2 separate regions of the Zea mays genome follow, and region 1 is linked to region 2. Evidence: chromatin contacts called from public Hi-C data. All regions are on one chromosome and are shown on one strand. The core of a region is the stretch at or near the end of the contact, and the rest is flanking DNA. Distances in the headings are between cores, read along the strand shown.

What was found. A called contact is a pair of places that touch in the nucleus more often than the background predicts.
Region 1: a Hi-C map of ear shows a contact between it and region 2, with 2.4 times the contacts expected there. The contact joins the promoter of LOC103633567 here to the enhancer-like site in region 2. A contact is called at or near these places in 2 of 25 Hi-C or Micro-C datasets (ear and tassel).

The regions. Positions count from the first base shown.
Region 1 is chr1:33,968,278-33,975,695 of Zm-B73-REFERENCE-NAM-5.0, reverse strand. LOC103633567 (geraniol 8-hydroxylase) reads left to right here and starts at 3,164. Exons shown (of 2, transcript XM_008655260.3): 1 at 3,164-4,142; 2 at 6,095-6,897. The coding sequence starts at 3,249. The coding sequence ends at 6,700.
Region 2 is chr1:33,815,111-33,822,253 of Zm-B73-REFERENCE-NAM-5.0, reverse strand. No RefSeq gene overlaps it. Among protein-coding and RNA genes, the nearest start is that of LOC118473506, 7.8 kb to the right of the region's middle. Within about 2 kb of position 4,078, at least 19 of the 20 cell types and tissues checked have an H3K27ac peak or open chromatin away from gene starts, as enhancers often do. A contact at or near this core is called in ear and tassel, where this site is marked.

The sequences.
Region 1 (7,418 bases), core at 1,915-4,414, 150 kb before region 2:
AAAGAACTTTGAAAAGGATTTACAAAAGAATTTGCAAAAACAAAACATGTGGTGCAAGCGTGGTCCAAAATGTTAAAAACAAAGAAACAATCCATGCATATCTTATGAGTAGTTATATTGGCTCAATTCCAAGCAACCTTTGCACTTACATTATACAAACTAGTTCAATTATGCACTTCTATACTTGCTTTGGTTTGTGTTGGCATCAATCACCAAAAAGGGGGAGATTGAAAGGGAATTAGGCTTACACCTATTTTTCTAATTGATTTTGGTGGTTGAATTGCCCAACACAAATAATTGGACTAACTAGTTTGCTCTAGTGTATAAGTTATACATGTGTCAAAGGTTCACTCTTAGCCAATAAAAAGACCAAGTATTGGGTTCAACAAAAGAGCAAAGGGACAACCGAAGGCACCTGTGGTCTGGCGCACCGGACTGTCCGGTGTGCCACCGGACAGTGTCCGGTGCACCAGAGGACTCCAAGTCAAACTCGTCACCTACGGGAAAATCTAGAGGCGCTCCGCTATAATTCACCGGACAGTGTCCGGTGCTCCAAGGTAGAGCGGCTCTGGAACTCGCCAGCCTCGGGAATTCGCAACGGCTAGTCCGCTATAATTCACCGGACATGTCCGGTGTACACCGGACTGTCCGGTGTGACAACGAAGCAACGGATAATTCGGCGCAAACGGCTACCTGCAGCGCATTGAATGCGCGCCAGCGCGCGCAGAAGTCAGGCACGCCCATACTGGCGCACCGGACACTCTACAGTACATGTCCGGTGCGCCACCGGACATCCAGGCGGGCCCAGAAGACAAAGCTCCAACGGTCGGAACCCAACGGCTTTGGTGACGTGGCTGGCGCATCGGACATGTCCGGTGTGCACCGGACTGTCCGGTGCACCATACGACAGTCAGCCCCACCAAACGGCTAGTTTGGTGGTTGGGGCTATAAATACCCCAACCACCCCACATTCAAGTCATCCAAGTTTTCACACTTCCAACCACTTACAAGAGCTAGGCATTCAATTCTAGACACACTCAAGAGATCAAATCCTCTCCCAAATTCCACACAAAGCTTTGGTGACTAGTGAGAGAGATTTGTTTGTGTTCTTTCGAGCTCTTGCGCTTGGATTGCTTTCTTCTTTCTTGATTCTTTATTGCGATCAAACTCACTTGTAATTGAGGCAAGAGACACCAATCTTGTGGTGGTCCTTGTAGGAACTTTGTGTTCCAAGTGATTGAGAAAAGAAAGCTCACTCGGTCTGAGAGACCGTTTGAGAGAGGGAAAGGGTTGAAAGAGACCCGGCCTTTGTGGCCTCCTCAACGGGGAGTAGGTTTGCGAGAACCGAACCTCGGTAAAACAAATCCTTGTGTCTCACCGCTTTACTCGTTTGCGATTTGTTTTTACGCCCTCTCGCGGACTCGTTTATATTTCTAACGCTAACCCGGCTTGTAGTTGTGATTATTTTTGAGAATTTTAGTTTTGCCCTATTCATCCCCCTCTAGGCGACTATCAACAATCACATTCATCTTTTATAGATCAATCTTGCCAAATCAATTAATTCATAAAATAACAATGATATTGGATAATTCTATGGATAATATGATAATTTCTTAGCTTTTGGTGATGAATTTATGACATTCATAATTTATATTACTCATAATATTGAATGATGATTTTATATTTTATATTTATATATTTTAACTATTTTATAATGCTAATATTAATAATGATGTGGCTCGCAAGCCACCTTTAAACTAAGCTGAGTTTTATTCTTGAGCTCGTGCAATGGATGAGTTGAGCTCGAACAGTCGACTCGGCTCGTTTCCCGCCCTATGCATGAACTCAGGACTCCACTCTCCATGCATGAGCGTCATGACTCACACGAGCTGTCAATCACCTTTGATTGATGCATTTTTACTTTTACCATCAAGTGGATTGTGGCGTCCCGTTCATAAAGCATGCTTCCGGTAAAGAAAAAAGGTGAGGAAAAAAAAAGGAGAAACGTGCAAATGACTTGATAGACTCAGAGAAAGAGAGACACACAGAAGAGGCTATTGGCTATGTTTCCAAAACAATTCCAGTGCTTGGGTGAACGCAATTGCCAAGTTGGCGATATTTCTCGTGGAGTGAGAAACCAACTAAGGCCTTGTTCGGTTACATGGGATATAATCCCACTATGGATTTAATCCGGGTATGGATTGGGTGAATCCATATCTCACACCCAATCCCATGGTGAGATTAAATCCATCAACAAATCCATGTGACTTTCAAAGCTAGTTATTCTTTTGATCCATGGATTCTAATGTAAACTTGTGCAATATCTCATGGATTTGTTCCATACCTAATGGGCTATGGATAGAATCCATGTCTTCCATAGTTTAAAAAATTCCCAAACCTTTGGGTTATATTCCATGATGGGTTTAACCGAATAAAAAAATTTAAGTAATCATGGATTATTTTGGGACATGGATTGAGACATGGATTTAATTCCAATCCATGCTAATCCAGAGCGGGATTGGTGTAAACGAACAAAGCCTAAGGGTTTGTTCGGTTATTTCTGTCTCATGTGGATTGGATAAGATTGGAAAAAAAAATATGAAGGATTTTGACTTGTTCGGGATTTAAACTCATTCAATCCCACCTAATCCACATGAATTGAGAGGAAAGCGAACAAGCCCTAATAGGGGTTATGAAGAGAAATGTCAACTTTGGTGACAACTGACAACAACAGGAATTACGAAGAGAAATGTCAAGTTTTGACGATAGCAATGTAGAAACTATAGGTATATCAACACATATATACTAGAAGGTGGATAGAGTCCTCATATTAGTTTCCGTCCTAATGTCCATGTCGACGTTGTCGTCACGCGGCCATCATCAAAGACACGCGGCGCATCCTTTTTGTTGTGAAATACTTCCGTTTTTTATAGTTTAGTTAAAAATAAATTAACAAACGATAAATGTTAAAAACGGAGGTAGTATATTGTTATTGGTAAGATTTTTTCGGCGATAGTCGTACGTAGATATTACTGCTCGATCAATCACTATCCGTAGCTTAGCAGCCAGAGCTCAACCAATCATGCGGTCCGTAGCGTAGCAGCCAGCAAAATTAAAAAAAAAATCCTCAGACGTTTTATTATTTATTACTCGTGCCGTGGAGCTTGTCCGGCGTCCGCCTCTACAAGAACGAGACCACGTCGCATAGTAATGCGCACGTGCCACAGAGCTCAGCTCAGTAGCTCACCATGGAGTTCTTCTACCTCTACACGCTGATATCTTCCATCCTCATCGTCTCCTCCCTGTACCTCCACTTCTTCTTCGCCCGCAGCCGCCACAACCTGCCCCCGGGCCCCCGCCCGCTGCCTCTCGTCGGCAACCTCCTCGACCTCGGCTCCCGCCCACACCGCTCCCTCGCGCGACTCGCGGCCCGCCACGGCCCGCTCATGGCGCTGCGTCTCGGGGTGGTCACCACGGTCGTCGCGTCCTCCGCGGACGCCGCGCGCGACGTCCTCCAGCGCCACGACGCCGTCTTCTCCACGCGCTCCGTGCCGGACGCCGCCCGGGCGTGCGCGCACGACCACCGCTCCATGGGCTGGCTCCCGCCGGGGAGCCCCCTGTGGCGCGCCCTGCGCAAGGTGTGCTCCGCGGAGCTCTTCGCGCCGCAGCGCCTCGACGCGCACCAGGCCCTCCGCCGCGACAAGGTGCAGCGGCTCGTGTCGCACGTGGCCGGGCTGGCGCGCGAAGGCGCGGCCGTCGACGTCCGCCGCGTGGCCTTCACGACAGCCCTAAACCTGCTCTCCTGCACCATCTTCTCCGACGACCTTGCGGACCTTGATGACCGCGGCGCGTCGGGTGAGTTCATGGCGGTGATCGAGGAATTCCCGATGGCCGTCGGGGCGCCCAACTTGTCGGACTTCTTCCCGGCAATCGCGCCCTTGGACCCGCAGCGGATTAGGGCGCGCCTCGTGAGGGTGTTCAAGAAGCTGCACGCCATTTTCGACGAGCAGATTGAGCGGCGCGTGCAGGAGCGTGCCGCCGGGGATCCACCCAAGAACGACTTTCTGGACCTGTTGCTTGACTACCGCGGCGCGGAGGATGACCGGGGCTTCGATCGGCAAACTCTGCTGTCATTGCTTACGGTAACTCTCCTGAACGACATACAATATGTTGCAAAATTAGACAAATTCGTTATCAAATTTAATACAGAAATTTACTAATATATGTAAATGTATAATGTAATCATAAATCAATTAACAAACATGATATCGATCATAATTTTAATCATAGAGAATAGAAAACGAATCGCTACAGCGTACCCACGAGACCTGTTTTCGCTAGTGGACAACTGGACATTGCCAAGTAGTCTTCGAATCTCTACAACGTACCCACCAGCCCTGTTTTCGCTAGTGGACATTGCGAACTAGTCTGAATATTAGTCGTTTGGTTCCTCGAGGCTAAGCTTTAACCCTATTGTATTGGATGTTTGAATATTAGTTATAAGTATTAAATATAATTTAATTATAGAATATACTTTTAATATAATATTTAATACTTATTTAAATATAATATTCAAATATCTAATTAGCAATGACCGCTAACACTAATGAACACTAAATGGCAAGATATAATTATAAAACTAATTACATAGATAGATACTAAATGACAATATGAATCTATTAAATCTATTTGGTCCAGGATTCTTTCATGTGATGCTACATTAGACAATTATTAATCATGTATTAGTTAAGTTTAGTAAATTGGTCTCGCCGTTTAGTCTTCAAATATATAATTAGTTTTGTAATTAAATTATATTTAATATCCGTAATTGTTATTTAAACATTCAATGCTAGAACCAAACACCACCTTAATGTAGTGCATAGAGGTCACAATGGCCATCACTACTAAGATTTATAGGGGCTCGTGACAAAATTTAAAACAGAGATTTTTTTTAATTATTTTTATAGATAAACATTACCAATATAAACACTCAACATGCATATAAAAACATATCAAACAACGAGTAAATAAAAAAGATACATATTACAGTGTTGCCTTAAAAGTTTTTTTATGGTCTGACTATATATATCTAGAATTGGGCCCTATGGACTTGGGTGTCGGGGCGACGACCCCTTTGCCCCCCTCAGGGCCGGCACTGATCACTACCATCTGAGGATGAAGTAATATTCATAATTGAGAGAGAAATTAGTTTATTTTTTCTTGACCCTCTCCAACCCGGAGGCTTTGTTCGGTTGCACATGAATCGGAAGAGATTGAACGAGATTAAACCCCTTTCTATTCAATTTTAATTAGGAAAAAATTTAATCCCTTCAATCTCCTTAGGGTTACTTTGGGAAACTCAAATTCATTTCGGTATTGGAGGGGATTGGGGTGGAAATCCTGTCCAACCCTTTTCAATTTCGAAGAGGATTTGAGTTTCTAAACTAGCCCTCAATCTCGACTGAATCAATTTGAGTTTCTAAACTAAGCATGAAAGTAGACAGCGACAACGTGAGTAAGATACCACCACAAAACAGTTGAAATAGTTGATTGTCTTGTACGCGAACAGCAGAACTAGACGTGCGATAAATCGAGCAATCACGCCGATGCACAATCCAAAAACTTGATTGCCCGTCTATATGTACAAGTCATAGTTTCAAAGACGTGATCTTCCGACAATCTGTATGCGTGAACAGAGTTTCAGAGGTTTGCTCTTTCGACAACCTGTGCGCGCAGTACACAACAACAATGTGACAGGTTCTTATGAGCGCCCCTATTATACAACAATAAAGGAAGACAGAGATGAATAGTTGAACTTATAAAAGCGAAAATATATGGAACATGAATTTCATTTAAACAAGTCTTTAAATATTGATTGTAGAGCGGATTTTAGAAAGATACTTAGAGACTCCATCTTATTCAAAGATAAGGGTAACATTTTTCTTCAGTCCCGGGTAGAATTAGATAACAAGTCTGATCAACGTACAGTTAAGAAAAAAACAAGAGTCAGAAAATATAACCTACGCTGTTGCTTTTCAGTTTGTGTTTTACCATGCATAAATTCGGTTTTACTCATAACTAACTCTACTCGCAGGATTTATTCACTGCTGGGAGTGATACAAGCGCAGCCACAATAGAATGGGCGATGGCCGAGCTACTACAGAGCCCCTCGTCGATGGCGAAGGCTCGTGACGAGCTCGTGGAAGTGATCGGCTCCAAACAAGAGGTGGAGGAATCCGACGTCGGGCAGCTCAAGTGGCTCCAGGCCGTCGTGAAGGAGACGTTCCGCCTCCACCCTCCGGCGCCACTGCTCCTGCCCCGCCAAGCCGAGACGACGACGGAGGTCAGAGGATACACGGTGCCGAAGGGCACGCGCGTCCTGGTGAACGTGTGGGCGATCGGTCAGGACCCCGCGCGGTGGGCCGAGCCAGAGAAGTTCATGCCGGAGAGGTTCCTGGAGAAGGAGGTCGATTTCCGCGGCAGGGACTTCGATCTGCTCCCGTTTGGGGCTGGCCGGAGGATATGCCCCGGCCTGCCGCTGGCCGCTCGCATGGTGCATCTGATGCTCGCGACCTTGCTCCACCGGTTCGAGTGGAGGCTTCCGGCTGATGTTGAAAGGAACGGGGTGGACATGTCGGAGAATCTTGGGGTGACACTCGGAATGTCTACGCCGCTCCAGGCTATGGCTATGCCGATTTGAATCGTTGCCATAGGACGCACTCGTTTGGAGAAACTAAAGTAGTTCCAAAATATACTAGTTTATGTTTTAGTTTGTAGAAACTATATTTCCAGTTTTTAAAAAATAAGAAACTACACTTCTCTAGCTAAAATCAGATTTTGTTTATTTAATTATATCCTTGGTTTTATGAAATTTACATCTATTACCTTTTTTAAATAGAGGAAGAGTATAATAGTAATCATGTATAAAAAGATAGAAACTAAGTTCTGAACATCCCACCCAACTATTTGTATAACCAGTTTTTAGAAAATAGAGGGATAGAAACTGATTTTAAAATAATTGGTAACGGACTCTAAAATTTAGACTGTAAAATTTAGGGATCGGATTAAGATGAGTTCTATTTATATTTATTTTAAACTGAAATTAATTAAGGGCTCAAATGATTGTGAAGAAACATTTAAATCATGAAAAATTACCGTACAGTGATGACAATGGGTCGGGTTCAGATCGGGTGGAGCAAAAACTCATCCACGATCGCATCTGTGAAGACTACCGAAGCACGCGCCACGGTCGCACTCGCGGACCGCGGTACAATTTCAAACCCGCATCCGAACCTATCGGGTTTCGGGTCAAGCTGGTTTTACTGAGTGTAAATTTTAAATAATAATTTAGCAATACGAAATTAAGTAGCAACAAAAGTTGAGTTATTGTACGAATTTTAAACTTTTTATGTTGAGTA
Region 2 (7,143 bases), core at 2,829-5,328:
CTCGCCTTCGACACCAGGACGGCCGTCGCGATCGCCGCGCCAGGCGCAGCTATAGCAAGCTGGCCCTCGCCCGGCCCTGCAACGCGTCAACAAATTAAAATATATATATATATACATATATATATATAATAACAATAATAGGCCAGCGACTTACCACCAAGATAGTCGTCCACAGTAATATCGGTGTCGAAGTCGGCAACACGTTTGCCCGACAACGGCAACGCTTGGGCCGCCTTCGAAGCCTCCGCCACTCCGCTGGCCGGCGGCACCGCCTTCGTTGACTTGGAGCCTCCGGCGCCCGCCGTCGCCTCCGGCGCCTTGCTAGGAGCAGCGGCGCCCGCCTTCGCCGCCAGCGGCGGCTTACCTCCGTCGGAGGCCACAGCCTTCGCAGTTCCCCGCTGCCTTTTCGGCCGAGCTTCGTGAATCCTGACAGTCGCCTGACGTTTTTGCGCCGCCCCTTGGCGATCCTTGTCCATCACTGTCCACACAACAGCACCGATATTTCGCCCGTAAGGAAAAACTCTCCACTGATGAACCATACGAGATGTAAAACAGTCCTCCTCAGCCGCGCAGGGGATAGGAACATTTTTCGGCCAGCAACCCCCGGTAACCCTCAGCATCCGAGCCGAAGACTCCCGGAGCTCGGGCGAAGACATCCTTTCCCCCGGGGCCGCACACGTCCTCATTAACTCTCTAGCAAAACTATCAGACACCCCAAGTCCTCCCATCGCAGTACCTAATTTTCTCTTTTTTGAGGAGGGGGCGGCCGCCAGCGCAGGGTCGCCTCCAGTCTCCACCGCCGGCTTCTTCCCACGGCGGTCCGCTTCGTCTTGACCAGGATAGCCGTCGTACGGCAATTGATTTAATTCGAAGACCCTGTTCAAGCGCTCATTTGACCCGCGGATATCAAAGCTGCGCTGGCCTTCAGTCCTCGGCACGTAACGTCCCACGAGCCGCACCGCCAAGTCCTCCGCATCACGCACAAAGGCGGCCGAGTCACGATTTCGCAAATTCAGTGCGAAGGCAGGACTTCGCACCACCCTTCCTCCGTGAAAAGGCATCTGGCGAGGGCACACTTCGCCCAGCGCCCAGCCGTGCGCCAAGGGCCAGACCCCGTACGCCACGAACTCTTCAACTAAATCACGCCCACTGCTCTGACCGGCGGCGCATCGGAGGGCCCCTTCGTCTGCATCCTCTTCTGCCACTTCAAAAGGCGGATACGCAGAATAATAATGAGAGCACATCTCAGACACGGGGAGTCCCTCATGGCATTCGACAGTACCCTCAGCAATGTAAAACCAAAATTCATTCCAACTGCCCCACTTGTTGCGGGCGCACGGAACCAACTCCACTACTGGCATTGTGGTCTTGCCGGTCTTCGGCGTGAATGTGCATGACCCGAACTGGGCAACTCCGTCCCCAACCATCCTCTTCTGCCAATGCAAACAATAATTCTTCGCAAAAACTTCAACAGACGGCTGCCCGCCGTACGAAGTCGTCGCCCAGACATACATCGCCAGCGCCACCATGGCATTCGGTGTCAGCTGATGTATTTGAACATTGAATCTACGCAGGACTTTGCCAACAAACCGGTGCGCAGGCAAGCGGAGACCGGCGGCGAAGAACGCCTCGAAAACGACCAACTCACCCTCCGGCTCGGGGACTTCCTCCGTCCCCGGAGCACGAGCAACTCCGCCGCCAAAGTAGCCCAACCGCTGCATATCTTCAACGCGGGCTGACGTCATCCGTGACACACCAAAATCAACAGAGTCGCCGGCGCGCAACTCCTCCACCATCACGCTACTCAACGTCTCCTCAGACGAGGCGGCGGCCGGCGGCGTGGTGTCGGAGGAAGAAGAAGAGGACGGCATTGCTACGTACCGTCGGCGGCGGCGGGCGGTTTGCTTCACTCGAGCCAGAACTCCGGCGAGCAAAAGGAGCAGCGGAAGAAGAAGAGCAGCAAGACGGCGGGAGGCTAGGGTTTTTACGGAGCGCGGAAGGCAAAGTTCAAACAGCGCCGACCCTCGCCCCCCTTTTATAGGCAGAGCGCGGCTCTTCGGGAAACCCGCAATCCGAAAGGGCGCGACGCTTCGGGAAACCCGCAATCCAACAGTACGCCGTCCATCAACGGTCACATCAAAAACCCCCGCGGAACCACTTCGAGCGAGGGCAGCGTCTCCGCCATCTAGCGACGTCTTCGGCACCAGGTGACTCTATCGAACTGGTCCCTCGGAGGGCAAATGTTGGGGCGAAGGCAAAGACGTCACCCTTCGCTCGAAGCCTCCGCCGCGGACGCTGGTCTGACAAAGACAAAACGGGCAGGGACACCCTTCGCTTCATTCAGCACCAGACGAAGGCCTGCGGTGACGTCTCCCCGCAGCGCGGCCTCGTCCTGCTCTATGGCCCACGCGTGATCTGGCCCATTGTAACGGGCCCCGCGTGGCCGCCTTTGTGTTACGGGCCTAGCTTGTAAAGGCATTCTTGTAATTACAGCTTGTAACCCTGCTTTATGGGAATATTCTGGGGATAAACTAGGTGTCTGAGGGCACATGCGTCCTTAACACAAGGCGCTGGGCACTCAGATACCTATAAATACCCCCGCACAGTGCCCGTGAGAGGCTAGATCAACAGAGCTATTGCCCACGTGCACGTAACCCTGTTGTCACCACCGCTCACCCTTGTTGGCCTCCTTGCTGCTGAGAGCAAGTTCCAACAAATACCTTATTCATGAGAGTCGTGAAAAATGCGGGGTCATTAGTTAGACCAAAGAACATACCTTATTCTTAAGGACATGTACAAACTAAATACCATAGATGGATTGTGTCTTTGAATTATAATTACAGTTAAAAGATAACATATAGGAAGAATCGTGTAGAGATGACTATTCTAAAAGCATGTCTCTTGTGTTTTTTTATTTAACCTTTAAAACATTTTAAAAGACGCAATATTAAATGCCCTAACACCCGACAAAATACCCAATATATATATAGCTAGACCAACGAAAGAAGGGGGGATTTCACTCGGTCAGATAAAACCGTCAGAGCGTTAGCACATTAGAAAAGACTAAACAGGTGAAGTATTCCAAGGATAAAGAGACTACTACCCTTGGTCATCACCATGGAAAATTAAAGAATTCAAAGGATACAGGGGCTCTCCCGCAAGTTATTTTCGCGGGAAAAAAAGGAGGATGTGTCGGCGTTGATCGTTGGAGGGTTAGCTGGTGGTCCAGTCCATCCAGCAACGGCGTTTTTGTTGGCACAACCCTGCGGAGAGCGAACTGGCGGAGTTTTTCCTTGCGATGCGCCGTCGGGCGTCGTCCAGTCCAGGTGCCCGTGCCTGTCCGGCAGTCTTTCCATCGATCGATTCGAGCCGAACTCTTGGGTAACAGTTTCCCAGCTGGATTTGCTTGCAAGTGAAGCACAGGGCACTTTGCCATATGGGGGCAGCAGCAGGTAGGAGAAATCTGGAGAGAGATCATAACCGAAGCAATTCATCAAGCAGCGTGACCCGCCGCAGATCTAGTCGTAATGACGGGCCGGACGTCCTTTCCGCGCATGGCCCCCTTTTTTTTTTCCCCCCACTTCACTTGCACAATTTTTTTTTCTCCCGTCCTTGCGGATCGTTTCAGGTTTGGTCGCGACTTTGTGGCTCATGATGAGGAACATCGCACGTGACCGTTATGGCAAAGCTTAGCTGCTACAGCGCACACACACATCGTTCCATTGTTCTGATCGTCAGTTGGGCACGATTTGTGTCCTGTGCCTGTGCCTGTGCCAGCACAAATCAGACCGGAACAGAGGATCCTTTTTTATTAATTGCCGGCCTGCGAGGGCGTGCGTGTTATTATTATTAATTACTTCACCCGTTTTGTTTTTTGCCGAAAGTGGAGTGGACGTGGGAAAAAAAGCTGATAAGATCGCCGGGGAGACGGAAAAGCACGGCATGTTACTATGTTAGTGCCGCACCCGGCGTTATTTATTACTATCCCCTTCGCCGGGGAGGAGAAGGGCATGAGCAGACCGATAGGAGACGCATGGACGTCCAGTGCATTGTTGTGCGTGGCGTGGCGCTCCCCGATTGGTCACCGTGGCCGCGTGGTGCCTCCTCTCCTCTGACTCCGGAGGCGGATACGGGACGGCGCCTGGGGCAGCGCGGCTCGGCCTCGGCTCAGGGAAAAAGGGCCAAGCAACGCACGAACGTGTCCATGTCCCCACGACGTGATCACGTGAGCCGGCGCCCGAGGCGCGGCGCGGCGCGCCATGTGCCGGCCCGAGCGCCAGCGACGGGGCATGTGATGGCGGTCGGGGGCAGGGAACCGTGAGCGCGAGACGTGCAACGCACCGCGCGCCAGTCCGAGGCCGACGGGTCGCTAGGCTGCCCGAAACCGCGGACATCGTATCACGCTCACGCCGAGGGATACCAGACCACGGCCGAACGCGGCTGGTCGTCGTGCCGCTGCACGTCGCGGCACCGCGCGCATGTGCGTGCCTCGGGCCCGCCCTCACCTCTTTCCATGCCCCGTGCCTTTTTTTTTAAAAAAAAGAAATTCTTTCCATATGCGCTTGTTTCACCGGATCGCGTTCGTACTAATTTGTCACCGAGAGCAAGATGATCATATATCGCCGTGCTTCGCTCACGCAAATTCGTTTCCCCACACCGCCATCTGAACTCGGCAGGAGCCAACCACTAGAATAAAAAAGACGCATCAGTACCGATTAACAACCGGCTTCAGATTTCCATGACCTTTTCGTAATCTAAGGCTGGCTTTCTCATGAAGTATCGAAGTCTAGCACGTGGATAGTTAGATGCTTGAGGTCTTAAAAAATATCATAAATACTAATGGTCGCTGTAAATTCTGTTCAGTTAAAACCATTGCTTATATATACTCGGTTGCACTACTGGTACTAGCGGCCCTTATACCAGTAGTATATGGTTTTCTGATGATTAAGGAACCTGATGCGTACGTGCTGGGTTGCTAATGATTCTGAGGTTAGCGACCGACACCCTCGTCCTTGCACTATTTGTTTTAGCAACATCTTAACACTGGGCGAGGGCTGGTCCGTGCTTACTGTCGGTTACGTCGGTGATGTCGGCCAGCTCAGCTGGACGAACAACCGCTTTTTTTTTTTGCTTTGCGGGGCCTCGTGGTGGTCAGAGAATCCAGGTCGATCACGCCAGGCCAAGCAGCTGGTGGTTGTTCGTTCACCAACCAAGTCGTCTCCGCTCCGTCGTCCGTCCCTGTCGCTTGCGCTTGCGCTGGTGGCATGGCAGTTCGTGCCTGTCGCCACGGTCGCATTCTCGTGCATGGCCTGTTCGCGTGCGTCGTGGCCCTCCTGTCTGTGTTTGCCGAGGGGTGAAGCGTCTTCCTCCCACTCCCACCTGCACGGAACTATACAGTAGTGGTGCTCCTGGAATTCCAGGCGGACTTTGATAGATTCAGGGGGGAAAGAGGACTTTTTTGTCGAACAAGTTCGTTTGGCGGTTATTAGATTCGTCGCGTTCCACGCGATGCGAATCCGAGCGAGAATACAATGCAGAGGACTGAGGAGGGGGCGGCACTGTGGCGAGACGAACACGATGCATGGCTGGCCTGCCTTGAATCACGTTTTCGTTCGAGAGATCGATACTCTGGCCACTTGGGCCACTGCACTACCTAGCTGCAAGGAAGGAATATGCCTATCCACTCGATGCTTTGCTTGCTTCCTCTGAAGATGCAGCTTGCTGCGTACAGCGTACTATACTACACAGGTGGTTGCAGCTAGGCCTGCGTGAGCCTTCTTCGTTCGTCATTCCTCGATCGCGTCATATGCATCTTTGGAGCCTTGTCAAAGCGGTGTGAACGAGATCAGAATCCGTCAACAGGACCGGAGCGCACTCGAAAGTTCGATGCAAAGCTGCACACTAGGCAGGAGGCTCCGATGGATATTTCGTATTTCTCTTGTCCAGAACACGCGCAAGAGAATTTTTCCTTTTGTTTTGTTAAGGAGAAAGAAAAAAAATGGAGTTCATCATGCGGGCCAGCCGCCAGGCCAAGCGAAGCGAGCGGCGCGCGCGCACATATGCCGCCGAATATACGGTCGGCACCGATGGATGCATGCATGCATGCATGCGCTATGTCGATGCTCGATGGCTGTGCCTGTGCGGCGTTGCTTCTTCAGTCACCTGCAACTGCAACCAAAACTAGCGACGACCACACATCGCAGCAGTTGATACACCTGGAGTGTAGTAGCTCTGCATCCCACCAGCCTCCTTGTCATGAAAACAGGTCACCGAATAGCCCAAGTCCAAACTCGGGGGACATCGCATGCCAGCCAGGCTTTATCCATCACAGCAGTTCGTCCTCGGAGACGCGTCATCTCGAAACCAGATTGAAGCAGTGCGTAAACGTAACCCCCAAATACACGCAACGCATGCGGACGCGCTCGGGCCGATCCAAGCGGTGCCGCCCGTCGGTCGGAGCTAGCAGAGCCCCTTCCAGCGCCATGCTACCTTGCCGCAGTATTGGCAAGGCAGGAGAAGCATGCGATGCTGTGGGTCTTCAAACTGCCACCAGTAATAGCCTCGTACGGGCATACGACCCCAAAATCCTAGGGCCCCAAAATTTATAGCAATATATGTAATACAAATTAAAAAAAAACTATTTTGCATAAAATATTAGTTAAAACGTTAAAACATGGCCTAGGATCGTGCGGATGTAGAAATCGATCTGTTCTTCTCATTTCTAATCAAGCTATTTCTTTACTTATAAGAAGATTTAAACAATATTAACATTATCAAAAAAAAAATTGATTTCTTATTTACGTGTAGTGCATTACAATCATTAGATTAAAAATTTGAAAGACTTATTCAAAATAAAGATTATATATCTTATACAATATTTATTCATCGTTATATTATTATGTGTACATATATACATACTACCACTTAATGTTTTTTCACTATGTTTTGCACCGTGCCTCCCAATTTGTAAAATCCGGGATAAGGTTTCATACAAAAAAAACACTGAAGATCTTATTTTAAATAACACTAAAAGAATAATACTTTCAAAATAAATATTATATATCCTATACACTATTTATTCATCATTATATTATGTGTACATATATACATACTACCACTTAATGTTTTTTCACTATGTTTTGC